3 separate regions of the Sus scrofa genome follow, and all the other regions are linked to region 2. Evidence: chromatin contacts called from public Hi-C and HiChIP or PLAC-seq data. All regions are on one chromosome and are shown on one strand. The core of a region is the stretch at or near the end of the contact, and the rest is flanking DNA. Distances in the headings are between cores, read along the strand shown.

Region 1 (4,021 bases), core at 767-3,266, 50 kb after region 2:
CAGCATAGATGTAAGAAAAAAGGTGAAAAGTAGGAGCTCCTTTAGATTAGCTCAAAGGCAGGTCTTTGGCCTGATGAATCTGCAGGGGATGAGTTTGAAGCCTAGCGTCCAGGAAAGGGGTGAAAAACGAGTTATTTCTCTGAATGGCAGCTCTGCTTCATCTCCCATGTCTAGCTCGGCGACACATCTCACAGTAAAGGGAGCCGTGGGGGAAAAAATGAGTTCAAGCTGCATTCCCCTGGGGCCCCGAGGGATGACACAACCAAATTCCGAGTTTAAAATATCACAACTGCCCCCTGACTCAAGAAGCATGCCTCTCTCTCTATCCTTTCTTTTTCCTTTTTTTGGGCAAAACCTAGTCGAGGGAGATGCCCTTGCTCCCTTCATACTTATAGTTTTCTTCCCACCCAACAAGGATGCTGTCAGGCAACCAACAGATATCTGTCTCCATCTTTAGGTTATGAAACTGGAGGGCCCTGTATTACTGTTTCAGTGGGTTCTTGAAGTGCGGTCCCTCAGCATCAGCATCTCCTGGGAACTTGATCAAAATGCAAATTCATTCTGGGGGTGGAGGTCCCATTCCAGGCCTACTGAATTAGAAACTGGGGCGGGGGGCAGTTTTCAATAAGCTCTCCAGGTAATTCTGACACACGCTCAAGTATGAGAACCACGACTTTAGTTTTATATCAGTTTACATCGGGATGTACCTTTGTAAACTAAAATGAGCTTTGGGGTTGGCATGGGCCATTTTAGTGTTCTCTAAGGGCTTTCATTCTGCTGGTGCCATGAGCAATAGGGAAAGATAAACAGGGCTAGCGCCATGTCGACGGTAATAAAGAAAGTTGAAGTTGGAGACAATCTGCGCCTGTGGGTTTCCTTCCCTTGACCCTGACCCCTACCCCAACTCGCACACCAACTTGGAGGGAGTCGTCTTGTCTCCTAAATCAGGGCCTGTAACTGACACAACTGAGGCTGCCGGCCGTGGCCAAAGAAATCCAGACTCCTCTAACGCTGGAATGGGTGCCTGCAGCTTTTCTACCTCGTTTTGCCCGTGTATCCACCCCCGTTCCTGCTGAGTACAAAGTAAAACCGAAAGCTTTCCCCTATCGTTGTAAAATGAGGAAGGGATTTTCAAACACCATTCTTCTGTTTTCTTTAACACCTAGGACCCAAGGTTAAAATGTGATTTCGCCAACGGAAGAGTTACATAAATTTTGTAAGTTTGGCAAAACCGCCGAGGGGGCACCCGGACTTGAACCAGGGACCTCTTGATCTGCAGTCAAATGCTCTACCACTGAGCTATACCCCCGCGCCGCGTTACTGTCTGGGGACGGCTCCTTTGGGTGTTAAAACACTGCTACACCAAAGGCGGAGCGCAAGGATTAGGAACGAAAGAGGAAAAAGGGCCCAGTGGAAAGCAGAAGGTCCCCAGATCCGCTGAACCACCGCAAAGCTGTACGGCAGAGGCCTCGGGAGGGAAGAACTAGCCCGGGTTGCAAGGCGCTGAGTCCTGGCGGGAGGGACGGGTTCCGCCCTGCAAATGTGGGAAAGGATGTTGCGCCGGGAGGCTAACAGGGGCGGTGAAGTGGGGCTCCCGTTCGGTCCGCAGGTTCTCGCCAGGTACCGGCGGGTTACAAAGGAAGCCCCCAAATCTGGCGGATCTGGTTGGGCGTTCGAGAGTGTTCGAACCCCACTCTCGACAGGTCAAGGGGTCTGCCCGCCTACCGCAGCCCAGGCGCGCAGATGTACGGCCAGACCGGCTCCGCGCCGCCTCCAGCTCCGGAAAGGCCCTGGGCAAGGTTGTCCGCGCCAGATCCTCGGGCGCGTAGCTCCGGGGCACCTTCAGCTTTGGAGCGCACCTAGGCGCGCGCGCCGGGTCCCGCAGTCCTCCCCGGAATCCACCCCCGCGCAGCCCCACGTCGCTCGGGGAGCGCGCCTCTCCGCGCGCGCCCCTGCCCGCGCCCGCGGCGCGTCCCCGCCCCGGTACAGCCCCTCCTCCCCGCTGTGTTTATTAGGGGAAGGAGGGCGGAGGCGGAGGCCAGTTCCCTAGCTCCAGCCGCCGTCGCCGTCGCCTGTGCAGTTGCAGCCGCCGCCGCCTCCCGCCAGCTCGCTCCGGGGAAAGAGAACGCGCGCGAGCTCGGGCGTCCCCGCCCCAGCCTTTCCCGGAGTCATGAATCCCAACTGCGCCCGGTGCGGCAAGATCGTGTACCCCACGGAGAAGGTGAACTGTCTGGATAAGGTGAGCCCGGGACTGGGAGACGCGACTCTGCAATCTCCGAGCTGTGCTCCATTTCCAGGGAGGAGAGAGGGGCCCGGTCTACGCCGCCTCATCCCCGCGAACCTGGGAGGAGGGAGGGAGGGCGGTGTCATGGGGTGTGGGGACAGACCCCAGTCTGGAAACCAGGAATCTGAGGCGAGGCAAGGAGTCTACGCGTGGCGGGCAGCCACTACGGGAGGCCACTACTGGAGAAGAGTGGGTTCTGTGCCCCGGGCTTGGGAGGACGCGAATGGAGTAGGGAAGTCAGGCCCCGCGGTGGGGGTGGGGGTGGGGGGAGCGGGGGAAGGTTAGGGGTGCAGCCCCGCCCCCTAGGGCCGGGAGAGTGAGAGCAGACGGCCGCTCCCTCTCCCCGCCGCGCCGAGCGCCAAGTAGGCGGAAGCGCGGGGCGCTGGGGGAGGGGGCGGCGGGGGGGCGGGGCAGAGGTTGGGGAGCCCAGCGAACCCGTGGGCTCTGGCCGCGTCTGGCCGGGCTTCCTGGCCTGGAGACTGCGGGGCGGGGGCTCTCAGCCGGCGAGTGTTGCATCTGGTGAACTGGGCTTCGGATACGACCCGAGCCACACTGAGAGACCCCTTTTTTTTTGGATGACCTGCAGCCCCCCGCCCCTGGTGGTTCCATGGTTAATGAACTAGCAGACGTCCTCCATGGCCTCCCAGCCCCCACCTCAAATACACGCCAACTCCCGCGCTAGGCGGCCCAGCCGGACTGGGGCGGGGTCCGGTGCTGGAGTAGGGTGGGTGGGGGGGTTGCTTCGCAGAGACCTCCTGAAATTGTGCTCAGTGACTGAGTCCAGCTAGTAGAACAAAGAGCTAACTTTTCAAAGCAGGTTTCCCCGATGGAGGGTGGGGTTGGCTGAGTTCAGGGGAAGCTAAGAAAGGAGGGGGGAGGTGTTAGAAGGAAGGTTAGGTGGCCTTCTGGAAATTCACTGTCCCCTGGGGGCCTTTACGCGTCGTCTCCCCCCCCCCCACCCCCGGCCCCGCATCATGCTGGACTCGTTCATCTGGTTGCCATTATACTTTTGGAGGGGGGCGGAGAGTAGAACTGGGTATTTCCAGCAGTTGGGGGTAGGATCCGGGCCTCTTTTAAGCTCCCTATGATCCTAAGGCAAAATCCACCTTCTCCCCCCCTACATCCCCTCCCCACGGGGGAGGAGAGGCCTCTGATTTTGACCCTCTCCTCGTCGTGCCTTTCATCTACCTCCTAAAGCCGGTTCCAAGTCCAGAGAGCCCTCCTTCCCGCCTGGACTGGCAGGGGTTGGGGGGCATGGGATGGAAGAGGGGTGCAGAGCCCACCTGCAGCCAGGTTTTGCTGGGGAAAGGGTAGTTCCTTGGATCTTTTTTTTTTGTCTGTCCCCTCCCCCCTTGGGCTTGGCACTTCCTCAGTGACCTTTGACTTATGAGTCAGGGTGAGGGGGTGGGGTTCCAGGTTCTGAGATACATTTGAAATTGCTCCTGGAGAAAGGGGGGCATCGGGAGCTGCTGCTCTTTCACTCCCTCTCCTGAGCCTGGCCGGGTTGTGGGTACAAGGGCTGTGGGTGCTGACCTTCCCAATGACCATGCCTGCCTCTGGAGGGCAGGACCGGAGCCCAGAGGCACTAGCTGAAAGAGCCATCTGTCCTTACACACTGGGGTTTGGCCCTTCCCTGGTGGTGGGATTTTGGCCTCTTCGTTCCGGGTGCCTCCCAACCCCCTTCTTCTCCACAGTTATGAATCGGGAAGAGGCTGTGGCCACTCGCACCCACATGAG
Region 2 (4,253 bases), core at 767-3,266:
AATCCTCCACCCAGGGCCTCCACTCCTTCAGGTATAAAACAAGGGACCCAGAGTCCTCTTCTGACAAGTTGTCATATTCCTGACTCTCAGGCCTCTAACCAATGCTCTATACAGACAGGATGCTTTCTAGTGAGAAGCCAGCTGCACGACAAAACCAAGGATTGATTTCCAGGCAGGGACACCGGGTTCACATGTTGATGACCCAGTTTTCCCTGCAATATTGTCAGATGACCCCCAAGGCAGCAGGAAGCAAGAGGGACAAACTCTGCTGGACTCGTGAATCAAAGCAGCTCCCAGAGGTCTAGATGTTACACCAGCGGTTCTCCCTACCCTAGCCAGGACCCTCACCTTAGTGAAGTTACTGAACCGGCCCAAGACCATGAAATCAACAAAGACCTCACCAGACACACGGTGCCTTTCTGCAGTAGAGGTAAAGATCTAAAACCCCGGCTGAGACTACAGTTTATCAATCTCCAGCCGACGGCTCTTCTTGTAAAGCAAAGCTCAAAGTCTTGCTGGCCCTGGGCTCCTCTGTCATCAGTTGGTCTTGTGGGCAATTTCAAGTGCTCCGAAAAGTCACGGAGCCTAAAGAACTGATATCCACAAGAAACTCCAGCCATTAGCTTCACTTTCTTCATTCCAAACTTTGAATTGGTGCAGTTGGTATTTCGGGTTTTTTAACTTCCTCTGCTCATTTCTGGAAGTAAGGACGCACAATGAAATGCAAGAAACAAGTAGTTGGAAGAGAAAGAAAGACCCCAAACAAACAGGACCGACACAAAGTCCTCTAACTCAAATACTGGGCAGGGCCCCAACTTTCTAACGGGAGCAGTTGGACAATCTCAAAGAAGCCCAAGGACCCAAAGAACCTCTCTCTCATCATAATCACTATCCATTACCACACTCTCCCGACCACACAATAGAAAGCGCAGTAACTGAAAAGTCAACATCTTTGACACGATCGCCATAGAATTCAGGAAGATGCGTTATTCCTACTATGAACAGTCCTCAAAAGCAGGCCTCACCTTCTCTAATGGTTATTCCCCCTTCTCTCTAACCCAGGAAGACCCTGATCTGTGGCCCAAGGAAGCCAGTGCTTCTCCAGTTGATACATCTTGTTCGAGAAGAAAAGAAACCCGAGGAGGATTTCCAGGCAGGGGTAAAGAGGTCTGGAGGATGGGGAAACCTTGAGCAGCCACATCAAACGACCAGAAACGGAGGACTATTCAGGTAGGCCAATGCCACCTGCCCTGTCAACTGGACAGTGAGCTAGGCAGCCAATTATAAGGAAGAAGGGGGAGAACAAATGCAACAAACGGGGTGAGGTGAGAGGAGAGGATGATAGCCATTCCACCCCACCCAGGCCTTCCCTCTGCGCTCCAGGGGCTGCCCGCTGCCAGACGCAGGAAGCTTGAGGGGCTGGAGGGAAGGGGAGGACGCGACGGCACACCACCGTCGGAGGCACCAGGCCTCGCGTGGCGTGCAGGGAGGCACACCCGGCCGGGATGGCGTGCAAGGGCGGGGTGGGCGTGCAAGTGGCTTGTCGAGGGGGTGCACGCGTTACTGGCAGGGCCGGCCAGGCGAGGGCCCGGGGCGGCTGGGGGCGGGTGGGGGAGGCGTGAGCGCGCACGGGGCCGCGCTCGGAGGGGCGCGCGCGGGGGAGCTGGTTACCGTGTGGTTCACCCCCCACATCAGAACGCTGAGGATCGGCTCGCTGGCCCGGAATAGCTTCACTTTCTGGCACACGAAATGCTTCTTCTTGGTCTTGGTCTTGCTGGCGCTGAGCGGCGCCACCGCCACCGCCGTGGTGCTGGTGCAGTTGGACGACATGCCCGGGGCGGCGGCGGCGGCGGCGGCGAAAGGGGGGGCGACCGAGACGGCGCACAAGCCAGCGGCCCCAGGCCTCCCCCAGACCGATCCCCACCCCCGCTCCCTCACCGCGCCATGGTCGCGCCCGTCCCGTTACCTCCCCACCCCGCCCCGGTGGTTCCGTCCTCCCCACGCTCCGCCCTCTCTGCCCCGCCCCGCCCCGCCCCGCCCCAGGGAGCCCGCCCGCCCGCTCCGCACCCCGCCCCCAGGCGGTACAGCTGCCCAGCCGCCACCGGGCCCTCTCCTCCCTGCCTGGGTGGTACCGCCCACCCCGGGGAGGCAGCGGCCGCCCGGCCCGCCCCTCCTCCCCGGGCCTGACAGGAACGGGGCCGGCCTCCGCGTGCCTCAGAATCCCGCGCCCGAGCAGGGAGGGGAGGAGGACTGGGTAGGTCTCGCTGTCTACCGCGGGAGGGTCTCCCTGTCCGGGCCCACCAAAGCCAGGGTTTGGCTTTTTCCTCAACCTGACGTGCCAAGATGGCGGCAGCGCCACGGCTCCGGAGGGGAGGAGGGGCGGGAATGCGGGGGTGGGACGTACCATCCCCACCCCGGGGGAGAGAGAAGGAACACTGCGAGGGGAAAAGAAGGTCCTGCCCGGAAAGGCAAGGAACGCCCCCTCGCTCCACCCAAGCGTGGATTTTCCCACTCCTCTGGACCCCGGGGATGCACGCCACCCGCGGGACACGCCCCCTCCCCCCAGGGCCAATGAGAGGAGCCAGCCGGGAGCCTTGGGTTTTATGAATGGGTCCCGCTCCCACCCACCGGCCGCCGGCCTCCTCCCGCCAAAGGCTCGGGGTAAGGTGCAGGCTGGCACCTTAAGACACCTATCCTTCAGCAGAAAATTATAATCTTCTTACTCTCTGGCCCACTTGATGAGACCTTTGAGTAAACCGCCCACGCTTTGTTACATAATTCCTCTCGAACTGAGACTCCACATATTGGATACAAATTGCGGATCAATATTGCTCTGTATCGGAATCTGGAATTCGGTACTCACCCTAAGTTGCTCTTTACACAGTTAGGAAAAAAATAAATGTGGTCTTTATTACCAAGTAATAAAAGACATAATTAACCCTGGCAGGATAAGGTGATGAAATGAATGACAAGTGTATGTCACCTTCTCTCTGGAGAAAAACTGAGTTTTAAGCATGATAGTTTCTGGAATCGTAAGTGTTCAAAAATATAAACCCAGATTCGTTCTAGGCAGAATTAGGAATCAGCAGAACAAGGAACTAGAGCAGCTAATGTGTGGGTCAGCAGTGCCTAGGACCTCCTGGATGGAGTGAGAGCCTCTGGTGAAAGAAGTAAAGGGAAAGGGGTAGAGATAGGAGACTGGTCCCATGAGTTTGGGTGGTTTTTGTTTTTTTGTTTTAATACCTGACTAAAAAATAATAGCAAACAACACCTGAAAATCTAGAATTGTAATAAGATTACTACATGATAAAAGGGAAGCCATGAAATAAACAGCTTCCATTTTATTTTCTTTTAAGAGCCAAGGAGTATACTGGCAGTTTGGTCCTGACTCCTAAAATCATCTGACTTCAACACTGCACTGCCCACACTGCAGACTCTAAGCAGTGTAAAAGGATTGATACCCTACGTCCTATCAATAAACCCAGGCCCCTCCAAAACTAGCCAGATTCAAAGAGGAAAGAAAAGCTGACCTGCCTTACTGTGTTACTGGATGACAAGATACAGTGTGGTCCTATTACATAGTAAAGTCACTTACCAAACAAGATCTTCTCACAAAGCTAACTTCTTTTTTTAAAAGCATGAAAAAATATACATTTGTACATATACACACTATGCTTTACAGCTGGAGAAAAAGTCCAAATACTTCAATAGTTCATTTACAGGGCTTTTCTGCATTGTTTTCCCTTCCAGATTCTTTGTCACTCCCTGGGCTCTACCTGAGTGGCTTTGGGGAGAGAGGCTTCCAAAAGGTCCGGTCTATACTGAGGTGGTAGTATAGGGGTGTTCACACAGGTGGAGGGAAGAGGAATAAAAAGTACCCTGACCATGGGGAGCAGGCTTCCAGAGCAACATGAGTGCTCACCCCGAGATGCTCCAGTGCCCATCCACTAAAAAAAAAAAAAAAACAAAAAAAAGTTAACATCTGCTCTGCACCCAGCAAAAGTTACCGAGGGTCCCATAGAGCAAGTCACACGGGTTCTCAAAAGAAATGGGCTGTTTCTGCGATCCACGGGGGACAGTCACTTTGAACAGTGGTGGTTTGACATCTGTGGAAGAAGCCATTTGAACTCTTATAAAGAGAATTTGTAAGGGGTCAGCAGCCTCCCTGAAAACTTCAGGAAAACCAGCAAGACAGGCGATGGCTTTCATCTTTTCATAAAGTTCTTCTCCAGAGCTACTGAGGTCCTCTGCAG
Region 3 (4,048 bases), core at 585-3,084, 41 kb before region 2:
GGAGGTCATCCAGCTGACAAACTTTTCATCAGAAGAGTCACTGTGTCTGTCATAGACTAGAAGCTTCCAGAGGGTAGCAACTCAGGAAACCTAGGTAATTGTTTCTAGCACATGTACCGAGAGATACTTCGAGAAGAAGACCTCCTGGAAGATAGTAGAAGAAAGCAGCTCCTTCAGCGATTTTATGAGTCTTTACCTCTGTGTCTTTTACTCCTTCTCTCTCCCCCAAACAATGTCCTTTGTCACATTCTGCTTCTATTTCTCCAACCTCGTCCCCACATCTTTATATTTCTAGAAAAACAAACAAACAAAAACACCTGTTTTGTCTTGATGCTTTCCTTTTTCTCATGCTTGTCGTGTTAATTGCTTCTCTCCCCCCTCGCCATTCCTCTGGGTCTCCCATTGACCCCGCCTGTTTCTCTGTCATATCCCCGCTTTCTGTCTCTCTCTGTATAGGACAGCTGATTTCCCCTTCTCACCTTTTTTTTTACTTCATCCCTCAATTTGTTACTGCCTTTGTCGCTCACACTTTCTTCCTTTCCAAATGTAGTATTTAGAGAATGAAATATCGATTGAGGCAGATAAGGGAAAACCGCCCAACCTCCAAGGCAAATTCATTCTTAATCCTGTGAAAAAATGCAACCTGAAACGTATTGTACAGTGAGGCAAAAACCTATATGTCTTTGCCTTCCCTGCAATCCTGTTGGGGGCGGGGTGGGAGGAAGGTGGCAGAGGGAAGTGCTGGAGAAAGTATCCCCTCCTTAACGAAACAACATCGAAGTTTCAATCACAATGACCCTCGGATTTACTATAGAAATAGTATTGTCTGCTGTTTCAACACAAAATCTGGCTTTGCAGTGTTTGTGAGAATAAGGTTTTTCCCCTTTTTCGAGGGGGAAAAGAGAGCGTCCCTGGGTGGGCTCGAACCACCAACCTTTCGGTTAACAGCCGAACGCGCTAACCGATTGCGCCACAGAGACTGCGATAGCTAGTGGTGAGCTGGTGGCCAAGTCAATGGGAGTGAGCCTGCGACAGCGCTAGAATCAGAGCGGAAACCCCACAACCTTGTGAAAGAAGTGACTTGACGGAAAAAGGGAAGCCTCACGACCTGGAGAGAGAAGCAGGCGGGATGTGCACGCCTCCCCTGCACTGGCTCGGAGGTGGGGTTGGGGAACTGTCACCTGCTTCCTCATTGGGGACACCCAGAACGTCCCTCTTTAAGGTGACCCGAGGTTAGGGATACTTGAAAGTCGACCTGTTGTGAATCCCTCAGAGCAGAACCACCTTCGGCTTCCAAATCTTTCCTTTGCTGCCCAACCCTTGCAGCCGCAGAATACCCAAGACGCCCTCCCTCTGCCCCTCCCCTTGGCAACAGTAAAAATGCATTTTATGGGCTCCTCCTAAATACGAAGCATGTCCGGAGCCTAGCATGGTGACTGGCACACAATAGACAAGGATTTCTGGAATGAATAAATGAAACAAGCTTCATGAGTAATATGCGCGACGCGCACAGCGTGCTCTTAAACAACCCCGGGGCCCTTCACTAGTGCGAAAGCCCTCTATCTCGGGTTTCATCAGCCCACGTGGGCACAGGTTCCAGCCCGCGATGGGGAATCCAAGACTGGGTCCACCGCTATCCCAGCTTGCACCGCGACACCGGGCTCTTCCGCACTTACAGTGACTTTTCACTTTGCGATTTCCCCACCTCGGTTTTGGCCTCTCAACCAAACTCCTGTACTGATGACTGACAAGGAAGCATAGCCAATAGAATGCCAAAGTGTCCCGGAAGGGTCGGCCTCTCAGCCAATAGAGAGAAAGCAGCGAGAGTGGGTGCGCAGTGAGGCCCAAAGCCGGTTCGCAGGAATTGTGGCGATTGGAGGTCCTAATACACTGCAATCATGGTGAGATGGGGAGCGAGAAGAAGGGACATGGGGTAGGGATTGAGGAACAAGGAGTGGGGTCATGGGGAGTTGGGGAGGCGGAGAGGCCTGGTGGTCGGTTGAAGGAAACGACTCCAGTTTGAAGGGGGAGCGGACCGCAGTGAGGACCAAGGCGGGGAGTGGGGGCTCCCCGCAGAGCTGGAGTTGGGGCATTCAGGCACCTTCAGACTGGAGAAGGATGCGTCCAGAAGTCTCCGAATCAGGGGCTGCGCCGGGGGCCGTGGCCGCGTTTGGCCCCTCGCGCTGAGCCCCTCCGCTCTGTCTGCCCCAGTCTATTATGTCCTATAACGGAGGGGCCGTCATGGCCATGAAGGGGAAGAACTGTGTGGCCATCGCTGCCGACAGGCGCTTCGGGATCCAGGCCCAGATGGTGACCACGGACTTCCAGAAGATCTTTCCCATGGGCGACCGGCTATACATCGGCCTGGCCGGGCTCGCCACAGACGTCCAGACAGTGTAAGTATCCAGGGTCCCCACCCAAACCCACGCCTCTTCTTGGACCAGCCTTGCCTAGCGGTTTGAGTGGCCTGGGTGTCAGTCATCTATCAAACAACACCATTGCATCTGAGACCTTGCCGGACACAGAAAGCGAACAACTTAGCAGCATTTACTCTGTGCCAGACGCTGTGGATGGCACCTTATTACCTCCATGGACTTTAGTCCTCTTAACATTACCATGTTGCTGTCCCATTTTGCAGATGAGGAAACTGAGTGTCTCAGAGGGTTTATTGCCCCAAATGTAAGCTAATGAATGTCACCCAGGATCCCAATCTCTGAGGCCAAAGCTCGTGCTCAGTCTCTAAAGAACTTTGGCACTCGTTGGGAAACAAGGCAGGCATGCAGAAAGATAGCTAACCCATAATGAGCTGGAGCATATTAATTGCTAGATTAGTTACCTAGTTGACAGTGGTTCTTTGAGAGAAGGGAGAGTCCAGGAGTTGAAATAGGTGGTTCTCCTGATGATCCAGGTTTGAGGGTTGAGGTCCTAATAGGGTGGCGTGGTGGGAAAGGAAAGGAGGGCATTTCTGAGAGTGGTCACTGACCAGTCTTAGCAGTGACAAGGATATTGTGAAGCCAAAGAGTTACCCATTGAAGTCAAGGTTTGTGTCTTTTTTTATCTGTTTTTATGGTTTACCCTAGTACTTGGCATGCTGGCAAAATGTTTTTTGGATTTTTGTCTTTTTAGGGCTGCACCCTGTGGGCATATGGAAGTTTCCAGGCTAGGGGTCCAATTGGAGTTGTAGCTGCCAGCCTACGCCACAGCAACTCGAGATCCGAGCCATGTCTGTGACCTGGCTCACCACGATGCTAGATCCGTGACCCACTGAGTGATGCCAGGAGTAGAACTTGCGTCACTCATGGATACTCATCGGATTTGTTACTGCTGAGCCATGACGGGAACTCCCCAAAATGTTTGAAAGATGATTTCTGTTTTGAGCATGTTGACTGAAATATAGGAAGACTAGTTTTAAGGGAAAGGTGGCAACTTTGATTTTGATACCAATTGTAAAGGCACAAAGTAAACCATGCAGAAATACCTCTGGAGCAACTGGGGTCTTGAGATTATATCTCAGGGCTGGATAGGCATTGGTGATCTGTGAAATCTATAGGAACAGATTCTGGAAAGCCAAAAACATAGAGGGAAAAAATAAGCTGCAACTCAAGAGCTGTATATTTAGCAGTGGGGAAAGAAGAGAGGCCAGTGGGAAAGAGTCAAGACAAAAGTTTCAAGAGGGAAGAAAACGAATCTGATTAGTATCCATGAGGATGTGGGTTCGATCCCTGGCCTCGCTCAGTGGGTTAAGGATCCCGAGTTACCGTGAGCTGTGGTGTAGGTTGCAGACTTGGCTTAGATCTGGCATTGCTGTGGCTGTGGTGTAGGCCAGCAGTTGCAGCTCCAATTCGACCCTTCTATATTCCTTGGGTGCGGCCCTAAAAAGAAAAAAAAAGAAAACAACAACCCCAAAACACAGCATCTTGCTTTTTTTTTTTTTGTCTTTTTTGTTGTTGCTATTTCTTGGGCCGTTCCCGCGGCATATGGAGGTTCCCAGGCTAGGGGTTGAATCGGAGCTGTAGCCACCAGCCTATGCCAGAGCCACAGCAACGCG

What was found. Hi-C and Micro-C count contacts between places; a contact is called where the count stands out from the background. HiChIP or PLAC-seq counts read pairs in DNA pulled down with a chosen protein or histone mark.
Region 1: an H3K27ac HiChIP or PLAC-seq map of alveolar macrophages shows a contact between it and region 2. The contact joins the promoter of LASP1 here to the promoter of PIP4K2B in region 2. A contact is called at or near these places in 1 of 5 promoter capture datasets (fetal skeletal muscle), 4 of 47 Hi-C or Micro-C datasets (embryonic fibroblasts, heart right ventricle, liver and 1 more) and 2 of 2 datasets of contacts at active chromatin or transcription factors (alveolar macrophages and skeletal muscle).
Region 3: a Hi-C map of embryonic fibroblasts shows a contact between it and region 2, with 1.9 times the contacts expected there. The contact joins the promoter of PSMB3 here to the promoter of PIP4K2B in region 2. A contact is called at or near these places in 1 of 5 promoter capture datasets (liver), 8 of 47 Hi-C or Micro-C datasets (brain, embryonic fibroblasts, epiblast stem cells and 5 more) and 2 of 2 datasets of contacts at active chromatin or transcription factors (alveolar macrophages and skeletal muscle).

The regions. Positions count from the first base shown.
Region 1 is chr12:23,265,204-23,269,224 of Sscrofa11.1, reverse strand. LASP1 (LIM and SH3 domain protein 1) reads left to right here and starts at 2,016. Exons shown (of 7, transcript XM_021067060.1): 1 at 2,016-2,239. The coding sequence starts at 2,171. It overlaps TRNAC-GCA (a tRNA gene), which reads right to left and starts at 1,309; the gene lies at 1,238-1,309.
Region 2 is chr12:23,314,876-23,319,128 of Sscrofa11.1, reverse strand. PIP4K2B (phosphatidylinositol 5-phosphate 4-kinase type-2 beta) reads right to left here and starts at 2,016. Exons shown (of 10, transcript XM_021067062.1): 1 at 1,672-2,016. The coding sequence starts at 1,830. It overlaps CWC25 (CWC25 spliceosome associated protein homolog), which reads right to left. Exons shown (of 10, transcript NM_001244652.1): 10 at 3,684-4,253. The coding sequence ends at 4,206.
Region 3 is chr12:23,355,402-23,359,449 of Sscrofa11.1, reverse strand. PSMB3 (proteasome subunit beta 3) reads left to right here and starts at 1,834. Exons shown (of 6, transcript NM_001144902.1): 1 at 1,834-1,901; 2 at 2,212-2,396. The coding sequence starts at 1,899. It overlaps TRNAN-GUU (a tRNA gene), which reads right to left and starts at 980; the gene lies at 907-980.